Linked DNA regions of Sus scrofa: region 1 is linked to region 2. A link is a contact called in public HiChIP or PLAC-seq data. All regions are on one chromosome and are shown on one strand. The core of a region is the stretch at or near the end of the contact, and the rest is flanking DNA. Distances in the headings are between cores, read along the strand shown. Region 1 holds the start of DLG4 (disks large homolog 4). Region 2 holds the start of SPAG7 (sperm associated antigen 7).

Region 1 (6,853 bases), core at 4,305-6,804, 630 kb after region 2:
AAGTCTCAACCCCCAATATATTAAGGTATAGGACAAGTCAAAGGCCTGGGGGTAGCTGTTGTGCCTTCCCGCTTGGCCCCCTCCTCACCGGACCCCCAGTTGCAAGAATGACCTGGAAGCGAGGCGTGCACCCCCAGAATAGAGGGGTGTGAGTGAAAGTGGATGATCTTAAGAGGCGCGACCCACTGCGCCTGTCCGCGAGACACTGCACCCCAGAGACCCTGCGCCAAGCAGAAAAAAGAGCGACAGCACTTGAAGCTTACACCCTGAGATTTGGGGGGTCCGGGAAGAGGGGAGCGGGGCCGGAGCCCGTACCGCGGCACGTACCACGCAGAGACACATGGAGGCGAATCTGTTCCGAGCCGACATGGAGAAGGGGAGGGGACTGAGGGGAGGGGATGGGTGGGAGAGCAAGGGTCCCAGGGGTTGGGGGAGGGGAGGGGCAGAGGGGCGGGGCTGCGGCGGCCGCGGCGACTGGAGGCTGCGGCCGGGGGGGGGGGGGGGGGGTTGCAGGGCGCCTGCGCAGTGCGGGAGAGCGTCACGTTGGGAGAGACGGGGTGCGGGGAGACCCTCCTAGCCATCAACTTCCCTGGTTCCAGCTGGTTCTACGTGGACTTCGGCTTCTACAGTATACGTCTCTTCTGACCCCTTTACAAAAAGAGATCCTCCTAAAATTCACCAGTTTATCACTCTGGTTCTCTGGGACCCCTTATTCTGTCTAATCTCCCACGCCGAAAATCACCAGGCCCCTATTACAAAACCCCACCGGACTCTCTGGAGGCTGGGAAGGAAGCAGCACTTTATCCTCACTTCAGGAGGACCCCCAAGCGATCTAAACTGCCTTCCCCCATCCCCTCCCCCCAAGCTCCCCAAAGATGGTTAATGTGGTCAAGATCCCCACGGATGCCAAGACACTGCCTGTTCTAGTCAGCACTAGAGCCCCACCTGCTAGCCAGACAACGCTCTCCAAGAGCTTAAGGACCACGGATCCCGTTGTACTATCTACCCTTCAAAGCCTCCCTTTAAAAATTACATCTATCCCCCAATCCACTGACAGAGACCTTGAAATTAGTGCAACTATTACCCTTGCTCCAGTTAAATATCCAAGTAAGCAGTCCTCGAATTCGTCCAAATCCTGTGCAAGTCCGCGGTCTAAATCCTTAAACCTAATTAGCTACTTGTGACTTTCTAACATACCCCTCCCCAATACCACCAGCCCCCCTTTCAGAGAATCCTTAATCTACCTTAAAGCCGACCTTCCAAATTCAATTGCAACTTCTTCAATTTATTACCACACCTTTAAGTGATATTTCCCTATTCCTTTTCTTTACCCCTTAAATGCATACATTACTTTTCTGGCTGCCCTCCCTGCATCTCAACACCCTCCCCACCCCCGCCATGATTCTGAATTTCAACTTCGTTGGAAGATTACTCCCAAATATATCTATCTCCTCCACACTCAAGTCTCAAAAAACATTCATCAAAATAAGATCTGGCCTGCCATTTGCAGTGACCCACGAATCTCCCAGAAGACCCCAAAATGACAGCCTCAGATCTCTTCAGAGGTTCCCATTTTGTCCCAAACTGAACCTGAAAGCATCTCTTCCAAACAGTCTCCCATTGAACGCCCATCCTTCCAACTCTTAAAGCCCAGTAGGCAGTCTCCTCAAATCTGCTTCTCTGGCTGCTCTAAAATGCCCACATATGGTAGAGAAGATGGCCTTCCCTAGAACCTCATCCATGCCCCCTCCCTTCCAGTTGAGCAGAATCTATTTCATGCACCTCCAAGATGACCCCCAAGGCCCTAGTTTCATATCTGGATAGAATGCTTGGATTCTCAGAGGGAGCCAGTGCGCAAGGGGCTGGACTCAAAATTCCTTCTAGAAAAGAAAATGCACAGGCCCTAGTTCTCCGCCAGTGGGCGCTATGGCCCATTAAGACCCTCCCCCATCCCCCATTTCCTTTTTCCCTCCATTTTCCGTTTCCCCGTTGCCTGGCAACTCAGCAATCAAGGACTTTGCTGTCGCTTAGCAACCGTCTCCCTGGAACTTAGAGCCGAGGTAGGAGGTTGTGCTCTGATGAAATCTGAACAGGCCTCCATCTTAGGAAAATTGAGACGTCAGATCGCCCAACCCCCGGATTCTCCCTTCCAAAGACCCCTGCGCCCCGCAGTTTCTTAGACAACAAGCCCCTCAAACCCCGTCTCCTTTCGGCACATGGGACCACGCCACGCCCCTACCGGGGCAACCCCGCCCTCATTTCGGGCCGGTTACCCAGCCCCAAGGCCCCGCCCCTTTTCGAGGGTAATTGCCCGCCTCCCTGGATGGAGTACGCCAGACCCCGCCCACCTGCCTCTAGGAGACCACGCCTCCGTCCACTTCCCGCCCATTCGCTCCCCCGGCCTCGCCCACACTGTCCCTCCGCCCCGCCCCAGTCGGCCAATGAATGAGGCCATTGGCCACACTGCCCCGCCCCCGGCGTCTTAGCTTGCCCAATAAGGACCACCCGGAGGGTTTAACCGCTTCGCCTCCGGGACTCTGGCCAAATGCCCCCGGTCTTTCCCCACTTTTCCCCCCTCCCCCACTTGTTCTGCTCCGCCCTCCGCCACCCTCGCCCGGCCCTCAGGCCCGCCACGCAACTTCAGTCGTCGCCGGTTACCATGGCAACGGCGGCAGCAGCGCGGGGAGAAGAGGGAGGGACGGGGGCGGAGTGGGAGAGAGAGATGTTCAGAGACAGAGAGACACCGGCAGAGAGATAGGCACGGAGTAAGACTAAGTGATAGCTGTAGAGGCAGAGCGAGCACAATGCATAGGGTCCGGCACAGAGTAAGCAATCAATAAATGTTCCTTAAATTACTGCGGCAGGAGTCTAAATATAGGCAGTGAAAGATGGAGGACTCAGATGGAGCTGGGAAGCTCAACGACCGCAAAGCATGAGCACCCTCTACCCCACCCAGCATTTGGGGGGGGACGGACAAGTGCCATGTGCCCCCTGCTGGCTCCTCCTAGGCTAACCCTGCGCTGCCCTGAATAGAGATGAACCACAAGTCCCAACAGCCCCACGGGCAGCAACCCTCTAACACTGAGGGAACTTGTGCCTCAAGGCCTTGTGGGACTTGAAGTCCCCGCCATCCCGAGACAGACAAGTTTTGCGGCCAAGGAATGTGGCAAGCCTGGGTCTCCACGCCTCTGTAAAAGCCCCAAAATGCATGATCCTCTCTGCGTAAGACTCCTTCCTTCGGGAATGCTCAACCCTGGGCTCCATCGAAGAAGCAGGGTTCTTGAAGGAAGACGAATAACCCCCCCACCCCCCGTCCCAGAATAGCTGCCAGTGCAGGCAAGCCCCTCACCCTCGCTGGCATATGTGTGTTCACGTGTTGGAAGCAGAGCCCACACATTCCAACTGGCTTTCCGTATACACCTGCACATAAGGGACTAGAGCCAGGGAGCCTAAGGCTAAGGGGCAGGCTACGGGCAGGAGACCACCGGGGAAACTGAGGATCAGACAGACATTAAAGGAGAGCAGCCCAGAGAAACTGAGGCACAAAAATCCACGGAAACTACAGGGGATGAGAGGAAGCAGCAGCATGGGAGAAAGCCCAAAGCCCGCAGAACAGGGGATAAGCAAGTAGCTCTGGAGAGGGGGTCGGGGCTGGGACCTAAAGGTCCTCCGCTCCCAGTCGCCTCTGTCCAAGCTCACACATGAGCGAGGCATGTATAGACGCATGTGTACACACATGTGTGAGTTTGTGGCAGGGAACATGTGTGTCCTCAGCTCCCTCCCCTGAGAATCTGCAGTTCCCACTAAATATAACCCCCTCCCCAGCCTGTGACTCACCCAGACCCCGCCTCCCCGGCCCCCACTTCCTGTCCCACCCCCCAACCCCCAGCTGCCTGCCACCCGCCCAAGCCTCCCTCCACACACCAGGCATCCAGCCTCCCAGTCCCAGAGTCCTAGAGCCAAGACCAGGGTATTCTGCATCCCACCAGGAGCTTGCTAGCTCTGCCAGCCAGGATCTCTGGCACTCCAACCACAGGGATAGCCTTGTACGGATCTTCCCGGCTGCCAGCCCGGCCCTCCTCTGACTCCTTCTCACCCCAGTAACCTTAAATCCAGGTGTCCTCCCCCACCTTTATCCCAAGGGTCAGGGGTAACAGGAACATCCCCTCCACCTGCTCTTCTCCCTCTTTCTCAACCAGGGGTAGATATTGTGTGGGAGGAGATGGGGGTGATGGGCATCTGCCTGGGCCACCCCCAAATTCTGCACCATGCACCTGGTCCCCCTCCTCAAATCCCCTCTCTCCCCAAACCTCTCCTCCTCCTCCTCCTCAGGAGCTGCCAGCCTCAGCTGCTGCAACCTTCCACCACCCAAGGGAGCACCCCCAATCCTAACCTCACCTGGTCCCTTCCCTCAGGTGATCCTATGTCAGGCCCTAGCTCGCTGACAACTCCCAACTATCCCCATTCCGTAAGCTGGAACCCTAAATTAACTGCTCCCCCAAAATGAGAGCACCCCCAAATGTATCTACCACGAGACGCTTCTTCTATAACCTGAAGGCCTTCCCCTTCCGTGCCAGCTGACACCCCCAGACCAGTCAGGCCCTCACAACCAGTAACCTCCTACCCCCAAGCCAGGAGCCCCCCTGAAATTGGACAAGACACCTGCAGACCAGTTTGTCTCCCAGGGGAGAAGGGGACCCCCCACGCAGAGCCCCTCTTCTAACACACACCGGGCAGGACTCCCATGTGAGCCAGGCTTCTCCTTAAATAAGTCTCCCTCAAACATCACTGGTGAAGCTCAGAATCCACCAGCCCCCAAGTCACAGAATACCCCCTATTTTCCATTTCTCCCCAGGTACAAAGGGATCACTCCAGGGGGCACCTGTGGCCAAACCCAGCATTTTCTCAGCCGTGAACCCCCAAACTAAATTATGACCCCCAAATCCATCTTCGGATGCTCTCACGCCAGGGCCCCCGGGCGGCAGATTAGGCCTGACAAACCCCTCCCCACAAACTCTCACCCTCCCCCCAGGTGACTGGCCCCCCCATCACGGCTTACCTTGGTTGTCACTATACAGAGACAGTCCATGTTGGGGGGCCTGGCCGCGGCGGCGGGTAAGGGGCTCTGACTTCATCGGAGTTTCGTTCCTCCCCTCCCTGGGTTCTCACCCCTCCCCCCTCCGCACCCCACTTTTGCAGGGGGGGCCAGGATGGGGGGAGGGGTGAGAGGGGAAAGAGGGGGTTGGAGAAGGGGAGGGGAGGGGAGCGTGGGAGGGAGGGGAAGGGGGCCCTAAAAGGGGGTCCCCAGTGGAGGGGAGGGGGCTTGGGGAGCACACCCCGATTCTCAGGAGGGGCGGGGGCACCGGGGGCTGGCAGCCCCGGAGTTCGGGGGCTGGGGCATGAGCTGAGGTGGGGGAGGGGAGCTGGATTTCGGGGAGCCCCGGGGTAAGGGGGGGTCTTGCCTAACGGCCAGGGGCTCGGGGCCGTGGCGGGGGAGTGGGGTGGGGGGGTCGGAGGCGGCAGCGGCCGAGGGAGCCGTGGAGCCGAGGAGGGAAGGGGAGAGAGGAGGAGAGAGGAAGCAGGGGGAGGGAGGGAGCGATCGAGGAGCAGAATGGGGGGTGCCTTGGCAGGCTTAACTCCTTCCGCGCTGGCAGGAACCCGGATAATGGGAAAGGAGATGGAGGCAGGAGCGGAGAGGCCCTGAGGCCAACATGGAGGCCTGGCCAGAGCCACCAGCGCTGACAGCAGAGCCAGGGAGGAGGAAGCAGCCCGAGATGGGCTGGGAGCCGCCAGGGTGGCGGGGCCGCTGGAGAGAGGCTGTGCTCGGGGCAGGCAGGGAGGGAGGGCCAGGCACGAGGGAGTCCCTGGGGGCCTCAGCTCCCTCAGACGCACAGGAGGAAGCCTCAAGAGTGACTGAGTCCTGGACCCTTTGGGGCCTGCAGCTGGGGCAGGTGAAGAGGGGGCTGCAGGGGCGCCTGACTCCGGCCGTGGTCCCAGGGCCCCCAAGTCTCAGGGTAATAGTAGCAGTGCTTTGCGCACCCCTCCAGCCCTGCCTGCTCCCTCGGGAAGTCGGGCCCCCACCCTCACCCCCTTACCTGGCTCTCTGAGATGGAAGCCTCATAATAGTCCAGGATGTCTGTCACAGGAACAGAACCACCGAGTTACCTCGCCCACCCCCTGCCTCTCTGGCCGCCCCTGCCATCACCTCACCTCCGTCTGCCCGCTAAGGGAGGAACCCCTCCAGCCCGGGCTGGTGGACGCTGATGGAGGACCCCTGCCTGGGGCTCCTGCAGCTACCAAAAGATCTCCAGACTCCCAAGCAGCCCCCAGGCCAGCCCTTTCCACGGCTGCCCCTCGGAAAATCGGGGCTACTCACCCAGCAAGGCCTGGAAGAGGTCACTGTGCAGCACCGTGAGGAGAGGGGGTGCCCATCGCAATAGTGGGGGGGCCAGGAGCCAGAGGGCTGACCTGGGAGCTGGTGAAATGCAAATGAGGGAGGATTGGGACAAGGGAGCCAGCCACGAGGCGCCAACACATTCACCTCCGCCTCTTATCTCTGCTCTCTCACCCCAGACTCTCTGGAGAGGTCCAGGACAAGGACCCCCAGGCCCACCCTCTCCCCCCAGGCCTCTCCTTCACAAGGACTCCTGTTTTTCACCTCTGGGTCCCTCGGACATCTCTCTCTTCTCTCACTTTAATCTCTCTAATCCCCCCAGGGTCAGAGGAGCTGAGCTGCCTCCTCCCGACCCAGCTGGACCTGCCAGGCAAAGCAGGCAGCCTCCGACCCGCCCGCTGTGCCACCACCATCACCATCTTCCTCCTCACACCCTGGCCCCTCCCCAAAGCCAGGTGT
Region 2 (6,909 bases), core at 2,103-4,602:
ATTGGCAAGACCGAGCTGATTGGTGGAGAGCTAAAGGGGGAGGGGTGGCAGGCATGACCAAGCCTGGGAACCGTCGTGGGTTAGGCCGGGTGGGACAGTGGGCATTCGGCCTGAAAGGGTGCATCCTGCATCTGTTCAGCTCCTGAATGCCCATGGGGCATATGCCCTTCCTGGCCTGTTTTCCACAACACCTCAACACAGAGAGCTGTACCTGTGAGTGGGACCCCGAGGAATATAAATGAATCTGGAACACTGGCTGAGGAAGACAGGGTTAGCAGGGACAGCCATCCCTGAGGCCGCATGGTCTGGTGCTGAAAGGAGGAACAGGATAGGACATGGACTGACGGATGCCTCAGCCTTGGCAGAGCAGGAACAGCACAGCTGGCAGTCAGGGCCCCTGGTGGCTCACCCAGCTTCTCCTTCATCCAGGTGGACATGATCTCACTGGCCAAGCAGATCATCGAAGCCACACCAGAGAGGATTAAACGAGAGGACTTCGTGGGGCTGCTCGAGGCAGGAGCCCCAGTGCGGGAGCGGACGGGGGCTGTGGGGCTCAGCGAAACCATGTCCTGGCTGGCTAGCTACCTGGAGAATGTGGACCATTTCCCCAGCTCAGCCCCTCCCAGGTGACCAGCTCAGGACAATGCCTCCAGGTCCTTCCTTTTTTGGCCACGCCGTGGCAAGTGGAAGTTCCCCAACCAAGGATAGAACTGGAGCCACAGCAGTGACAGTGCCGAGTCCCCAAGCACTAGGCCACCGAGGAACTCCCAGATTCTTCTTCAAAGGAACATGGGGGGGTGGGGGTGGGAGGAAACTTCCCCGTGGCCAAAGCTCCATCCTGGCTGAGGGCCCAGGGCCTTTGAGGAGGGGATGGAACTGGCTGATGGGCTGTGCAGTCAGTCTGCAAGCTCTGGTTGCTGGGCTCTGCCTTCACTGCAGTCCCCAGGTGGGAGAAGGGGGAGTTGAGCTGCCCCATGACAGCCTTGCTCCCTTTCCCCTGCAGCGAACTGCCCTTGGAGCGGGGTCGCCTGGCTCTCCCTCCAGCACCTTCCTGGGCAGAGTTTCTCTCGGCGTCTGCCAGTGGCAAGATGGAGAGTGATTTTGCTCTGCTGACACTATCGGATCACGAGCAGCGGGAACTGTATGAGGCGGCCCGAGTCATCCAGACAGCCTTCCGAAAGTACAAGGTCAGGGGGCTGGGGGTTTCAAGGGACGAATTACACAAGTCATTGCCCCTCTCAACAGTTGGGGAGACTGTGAGTTCCCAGGATGTTGGAAGGACAACAGTCACCCAGACAGGCCTGGGATGGGGCGAAGGGCCAGGGGACCCCAGGCAAGTTGGAAGGACAGGTCAGACGTCTGTAAGGTGGGCGATCAGGTGTTGAGACTTCTCCTCCCCCCTTAGGGCCGGCGGCTGAAGGAGCAGCAGGAGGTAGCAGCAGCTGTAATCCAGCGCTGTTACCGGAAGTACAAGCAGGTGAGACCATCCTCTCTTGAAAGCACACCCCCCAACCCACACCCACACCCACCCATTCCAGCCCAGAGCATCCAGAATGCTGCCGGAGCCCTAACTCCCCTTCTCTTTCCACAAGCTGACCTGGATTGCACTCAAGGTATTAGGCATGAGACCTGGGCGTGAGCTTGTCTGTGATGATTCAGCTTTCCCGTGTGGATTAGAGAGAGACTTGCAACAACTGAACTTGGGGGTGACCCTCAGGGGCTTGGATCTCTGTCCCTCCATTTCAGCCCCTTCCCCTCCTCCCCACCCCTGCAGTTTGCACTCTATAAGAAGATGACCCAGGCTGCCATCCTGATCCAGAGCAAGTTCCGAAGCTACTATGAACAGAAGCGATTTCAGCAGAGTCGCCGGGCAGCGGTGCTCATCCAGCAGCACTACCGCTCCTACCGTCGCAGGCCAGGGCCTCCCCACCGGCCCACGGGCCCCCTGCCTGCCCGCAGCAAGTATGGCCCTAGCTTTCCACCCCTGCTGGCCATACCCACTGCCCAAGGATACCCTCCATCATTCTGCCCCCCCCTTCCCCTGCCAGGGTCCCTAAGGGGCAGAGGGCAGGGGATGCCCGCGTGTTGTGTGAGGTTTCATCTCTTCTTTCTTCCACCAGAGGCTCTTTTCTCACCAAGAAGCAGGACCAGGCAGCCCGGAAGATCATGAGATTCCTGCGGCGCTGCCGACACAGGTGCTGCGATTTGGCCCTGCCGCCTCCCCCATCCCACCTCCCGATCGGCCGGTGTCCCCTGACTCCTTCCTTGTCTCTCGGCAGGATGAGGGAATTGAAGCAGAACCAGGAGCTGGAAGGGCTTCCCCAGCCCGGCCTGGCCACCTGACTTCTCCATCGCCTTTCTCATCAGCCGGGGCCGCTTCTTGCAGTCTTAACAGGGAGAGGGCTCTCTGGGGGAGGGGGAGCCCCCCCACCCCACCCCCCGTTGGCAGCTTTCCCGTCACTTCTGTAGGAGCCCATCCTCGGTCTCCGCTCCCGCCCCCTCCGAAGTGCTGAACTCCCTCTCCCACCCCCGGCTCCTTCTCCTCTTCCCTCCGGGTCGTGCCCCCCTCTTTGAGTCCCCGGCTCCAGAAGACCCACGCCCCACATACCTGCATCTTCAGCTGTGACCTCCGGAGCCCTGCCTGCCCCTTCTCCACATCTCCGAACCCGCCTGTACCCACCTCAGCCCCTTCCTGACTTGCCTTATTTATTTGTTCAACGAGTCTCTGAATGTATCCGCCTCGGTCCCACCTCTGCCTTCACTGCGCGCGCGCCCCTCGTGTTTCAGGGCTGACTGTGCCCCCACCCCGACTCCGCATGTTTGCGTCTGTTCCCTCCTTTTCTGACCCTGTGTTTCCCCGTCACCCCGACCGACTCCGGCCACCGATCTCGGGGCCAAAGGAGGGGTGTATATAAGAACGCGTTGCGGAGTCCTGCCCCGTCCCCGAGGGGAGGGGGCTTGTACATAATGTAACATACAGAGTATAGTGAAGAATCTATTTAAGGCGCCGCGGGGAGGGCTGCACAGCCGGACTTGTGGTTCCTGGCGCGGCGGGGGCCTTCAGCCGGCTCTACGAGAGCACTTTCTACTTGTGCATGGGCTTGGTTTCTACGAATTGCCATTAAACATCGCTGCACCAGCCAGCCTCCGGCCTCTGTCTGACCGGGGAGTGGGGGGCGGGGGGGGCGGGGCGGGGCCTCCGCCCTTGGGAGGCTGCGCCGGGCGCCCCAGCTGGCGTCAGCGCCGCACGGGAGCTGGGCGGGGCGGGCGCGTGGTTTTCCGCCTCCGACGTGTTTCCGGCCTTAAAGGCATTTTGCCCTTCCCTTTAAGACGCACCGCCCCCTCTCAGTCACTCCCAAGATGGCGGACCTACTGGGCTCCATCCTGAGCTCCATGGAGAAGCCACCAAGCCTCGGTGACCAGGAGACTCGGCGCAAGGCCCGAGGTGAGGATCCCAAATTCACAACCGCCTTTTTTCGCCCGGTTCACAGGACCTCACTCCTTCCACTTTGACGACCCCGCCTCCTCAACCTTGAAAGACCTCTCACGGTCCCCTTCAGAGACCCCCGGAGTCCCTAAAAGGGCTACCGGCCCGCCCGCTGTTCTTAGCGGACCTTGATTGGCTACCTGAAGCCCAGCGCCAGCCCTCTCTCCTCTCCCTACCCTGGCCTTCCGCAGTCCTTCTTTTTAATTCGTCGACGAGCCCGCCTGTCCGCGGGTGGCGTGCTGTGATTGGTAGGCTGCCTCCAACCCCACCCAACCCCTTGGTGTTCTGCGGCGGCTCCTCTTCCCGCCTTCGGACCGGAGCGGGGGGCGTGTTCCACCGCTCTGCCTTTCCCGCCTCTCGGTGCTCGAGTCCCGGCAACCCCTGTCCCTATTCCGATTGGGCCCCGGACACGTCCATCCGCAAGCCTTTCACCCTTATTGGTCACCTCAACTTAAACGTCTACCTATCACGTTTCGTTCGACCTTCCTCTAGTCCACCCCACCCTCAGCACCTCTAATTGGTTGCTGAGTCCTTTTGGCGCCTTTCTGCCCCGCCTTCTTGATTTAACCCGCTCCCTTCTGCCGCTCCTCCAACCAACCTTCTTCATCTACACCCTTAAATGCCAGAACCCCCCCCCCGGGGGGGGGAGTGAATGTTGATTGGAGGGATGAGAATGCCCCTGCCCGGTCCGATTGGCGGTAGTCTCCCCGCCTGTGTTCTCCGAGTAACTTCCCTGCTGGCCTGTCAACTTGGGCTCCCAGCGCAGGGCGCGGCCCGCGGGGAGGGGCTGCCCTCTCTTTGGGTTGCTGCTCTGAGACGTGTGAATGAATCTGGCAGAATGACTGCCTTGGGGAGGACACCAGCCTTGACCATGTCCCGGGCACCGGCTCTCCACCCGTCCGAGGTGGGGCCAGGGCAGGCTAGGTTGCCTTCGAAGTCTCAAGTGCTGCCTAATATCGAACTATATCATCCATAGTTGCTGTCCTGAGTGGTTACTCGGGCCCAGGGGTACCCTCCAGGAGCCCACATGAAATGCTCACACGGGAGTTTAAAAACCAGCTTTATCAATGTCCTGAAGGAAAAATAATTGTTATGAGAGGGGCTACAAGTAGGGTCCTAACCTAGTCTGCAGTGAGCTGAGATGATGAAGAATGGGTAATTCGGTAAGTGAGAGGGGAGCACAGTGCTCAAGGCAGAGATTTGAAAGCTCTGAGGAAGAAGGGAGCCCTGGGACATAGGAAGTGGAATTTTTTAATGCTCACCATGACTGTCTAGATGGGTTCACCAGCGGCCGTTAGCAGACTAGGAAGCCTAACAGACTAGGGAGTTCAGAGTTTAGTCACTTGCCTGTGGTTATATGGTTACTAAGTGGCGGGTTTCAAGCCCAGGTGTGACTTTGAAGCCTATGTTCTTAACCATGATCTTATGCCACCTCCTCACATGCAGAGAGGAGACTCACAGAGCAGTCAGAGAACAGTCAGTGGCCAAGATGGGGTGCACCGATGGGCAGAGCCTTGAGCTTCAAGGGAAGAGAGCTTCTGAGCTGCCAGGCCCCGGGGCCACAGAGAGGAACTGGATAGGAGGTGAACAGGATCCTGGGCTTCAAGGAGCTCATAGTGGGGTAGGGGAGGCAGAAGTTACACTCCGTTCGTTTTCTGCACATGTGTAGTGGGTGTTTGAACCAACTGTGGTTGGGCCCCAAAAGGAAGAAGTGAGTAACTCTGACTCATGGTGGATCTCAAAGTTTGTAGGAGGAAGAAGAGCATGTCAAGCAGTGGGGACCACATATGCAAAAGCATGGCGTGATTAGGAAAATGGGAAGAGGTTCAGTGCAGCTGAAGGGATTCCAGTCCCGTGGAAGAAGTGGCCCTTAAGGATATAAAGAACTTGAAATGGCAGAAGAGAGGAGAGGGGACAGTGAGACCCAAGGGTAGGAAGTTCCTCTTACAGCTCACCTCACCCAAGGACACTCCCAAAGGAGAAGAGTGTCAGACTGGCCATTTCAGCTACATCTCGCTGGGGAAGTAAGAAGAGGGGGTGTTACAAAATATAGGAAGTTAAATAATTTCCCCTTTCCTGTGTAGACAATGAGATGATAAACTCTTTGAGGCCAGGGCTTGGTCTGTTCTCATTACCTCCTCAGATGCCTTAGAGTTCTTTTTATGTCGTAGGCATCAAATAAATGTTTGCTAGTTGGTTTCCCCGCTGGGTTTGGGAAATGGAATTGAGCATCATTCTATTTGTTACTCCCACTAAACTGTGAGCTCCTAAAGGGAAAATTTATGTCTTAGTCCTCTTTGTACTCCAGGGCCTAGTACAGGGCCAGGTATAAGGTAAACATCAATAAATGCTTGGCAAATAAACAGTAGTCCTATTTTTCCAGCCTTGACACCTCCCAGTGGACACGCCTGCGCTCCCTTTTGAAGCCTTAAAAACTCTCCCCACTCATACTTCCACCCCTGGCCTCATGCTGCCCTTTCTCACCCCCAGAGCAGGCAGCCCGCCTGAAGAAACTGCAGGAGCAAGAGAAACAGCAGAAAGTGGAGTTTCGTAAAAGGGTGAGAACAACCGGAGAGATGAAAGGCAGGCTTCAGGAAGGACTTCCAAAAAGTTAGAATTGGAAGGCTGAGGACTTAGCTTTTGTTTGTTTGTTTGTTGTTTTCCTTTTTGGCTGCCCAGTGGCATATGGAGTTCCTGGGTGAGGGATCAGATCTGAGCCACATCTGTGGCAACGCTGGATCCTTTAACCCACTGTGCCTGGCCAGGGATCAAACCTGCGTCCTGGTGCTACAGAGATGCTGCCGATCCCATTGCGCCTCAGCAGGAACTCCAGGACTTAGTTTTTTTGGAAAATGTCTTGAGAGAGGTGAAGCCTGGAAGCCAGGGGCACGGAGGGCTGGGAAAGGGGTGGGAGGCAGAGGCGGGGAGAGGGGGATTGGGGTGGAGCCATCGTCTTGTGTCTTCTTCCCTTTTCCCTGTACCAAGATGGAGAAAGAGGTGTCAGATTTCATCCAAGACAGTGGGCAGATCAAGAAAAAGTTTCAGCCGATGAACAAGATAGAGAGGAGCATACTGTGAGTGTCTCTGGGCTTGGGAGGCAGGAAGCGGGTGGCCAGGGTGGTACGAAAGGGCCGGCAGCTCTACCCACTCTTTCCCCTCTGCCTTCCCTTCCCAGACACGATGTAGTAGAAGTGGCTGGTCTGACCTCCTTCTCCTTCGGGGAAGACGATGAGTGTCGCTATGTCATGATCTTCAAAAAGGTGAAACACCTGAGTTCCCCTCTCTCTCCTGTCTCCTTTCCAGCCTGTATGCTCCCTGGGAAAGAGGAAAGAGATAAAACGTGTATGTGGGGAGTTCCTGTCGTGGTTCAGTGGGTAACGAATCCAACTAGGAACCATGAGGTTGTGGGTTCAATCCTTGGC

What was found. HiChIP or PLAC-seq counts read pairs in DNA pulled down with a chosen protein or histone mark.
Region 1: a contact with region 2 is called in an H3K27ac HiChIP or PLAC-seq map of skeletal muscle, with 3 times the contacts expected there. The contact joins the promoter of DLG4 here to the promoter of SPAG7 in region 2. A contact is called at or near these places in 2 of 2 datasets of contacts at active chromatin or transcription factors (alveolar macrophages and skeletal muscle).

What each region holds. Positions count from the first base shown.
Region 1 is chr12:52,568,467-52,575,319 of Sscrofa11.1, forward strand. It overlaps DLG4 (disks large homolog 4), which reads right to left and starts at 5,555. Exons shown (of 20, transcript XM_003481294.4): 1 at 5,060-5,555. The coding sequence starts at 5,089. It overlaps ACADVL (very long-chain specific acyl-CoA dehydrogenase, mitochondrial), which reads left to right and starts at 5,055. Exons shown (of 20, transcript XM_021067809.1): 1 at 5,055-5,115.
Region 2 is chr12:51,945,561-51,952,469 of Sscrofa11.1, forward strand. SPAG7 (sperm associated antigen 7) reads left to right here and starts at 3,353. Exons shown (of 7, transcript NM_001243921.1): 1 at 3,353-3,445; 2 at 5,978-6,045; 3 at 6,473-6,561; 4 at 6,663-6,747. The coding sequence starts at 3,361. It overlaps CAMTA2 (calmodulin-binding transcription activator 2), which reads left to right. Exons shown (of 23, transcript XM_021067750.1): 17 at 430-626; 18 at 1,004-1,187; 19 at 1,406-1,477; 20 at 1,593-1,613; 21 at 1,775-1,962; 22 at 2,121-2,195; 23 at 2,280-3,143. The coding sequence ends at 2,343.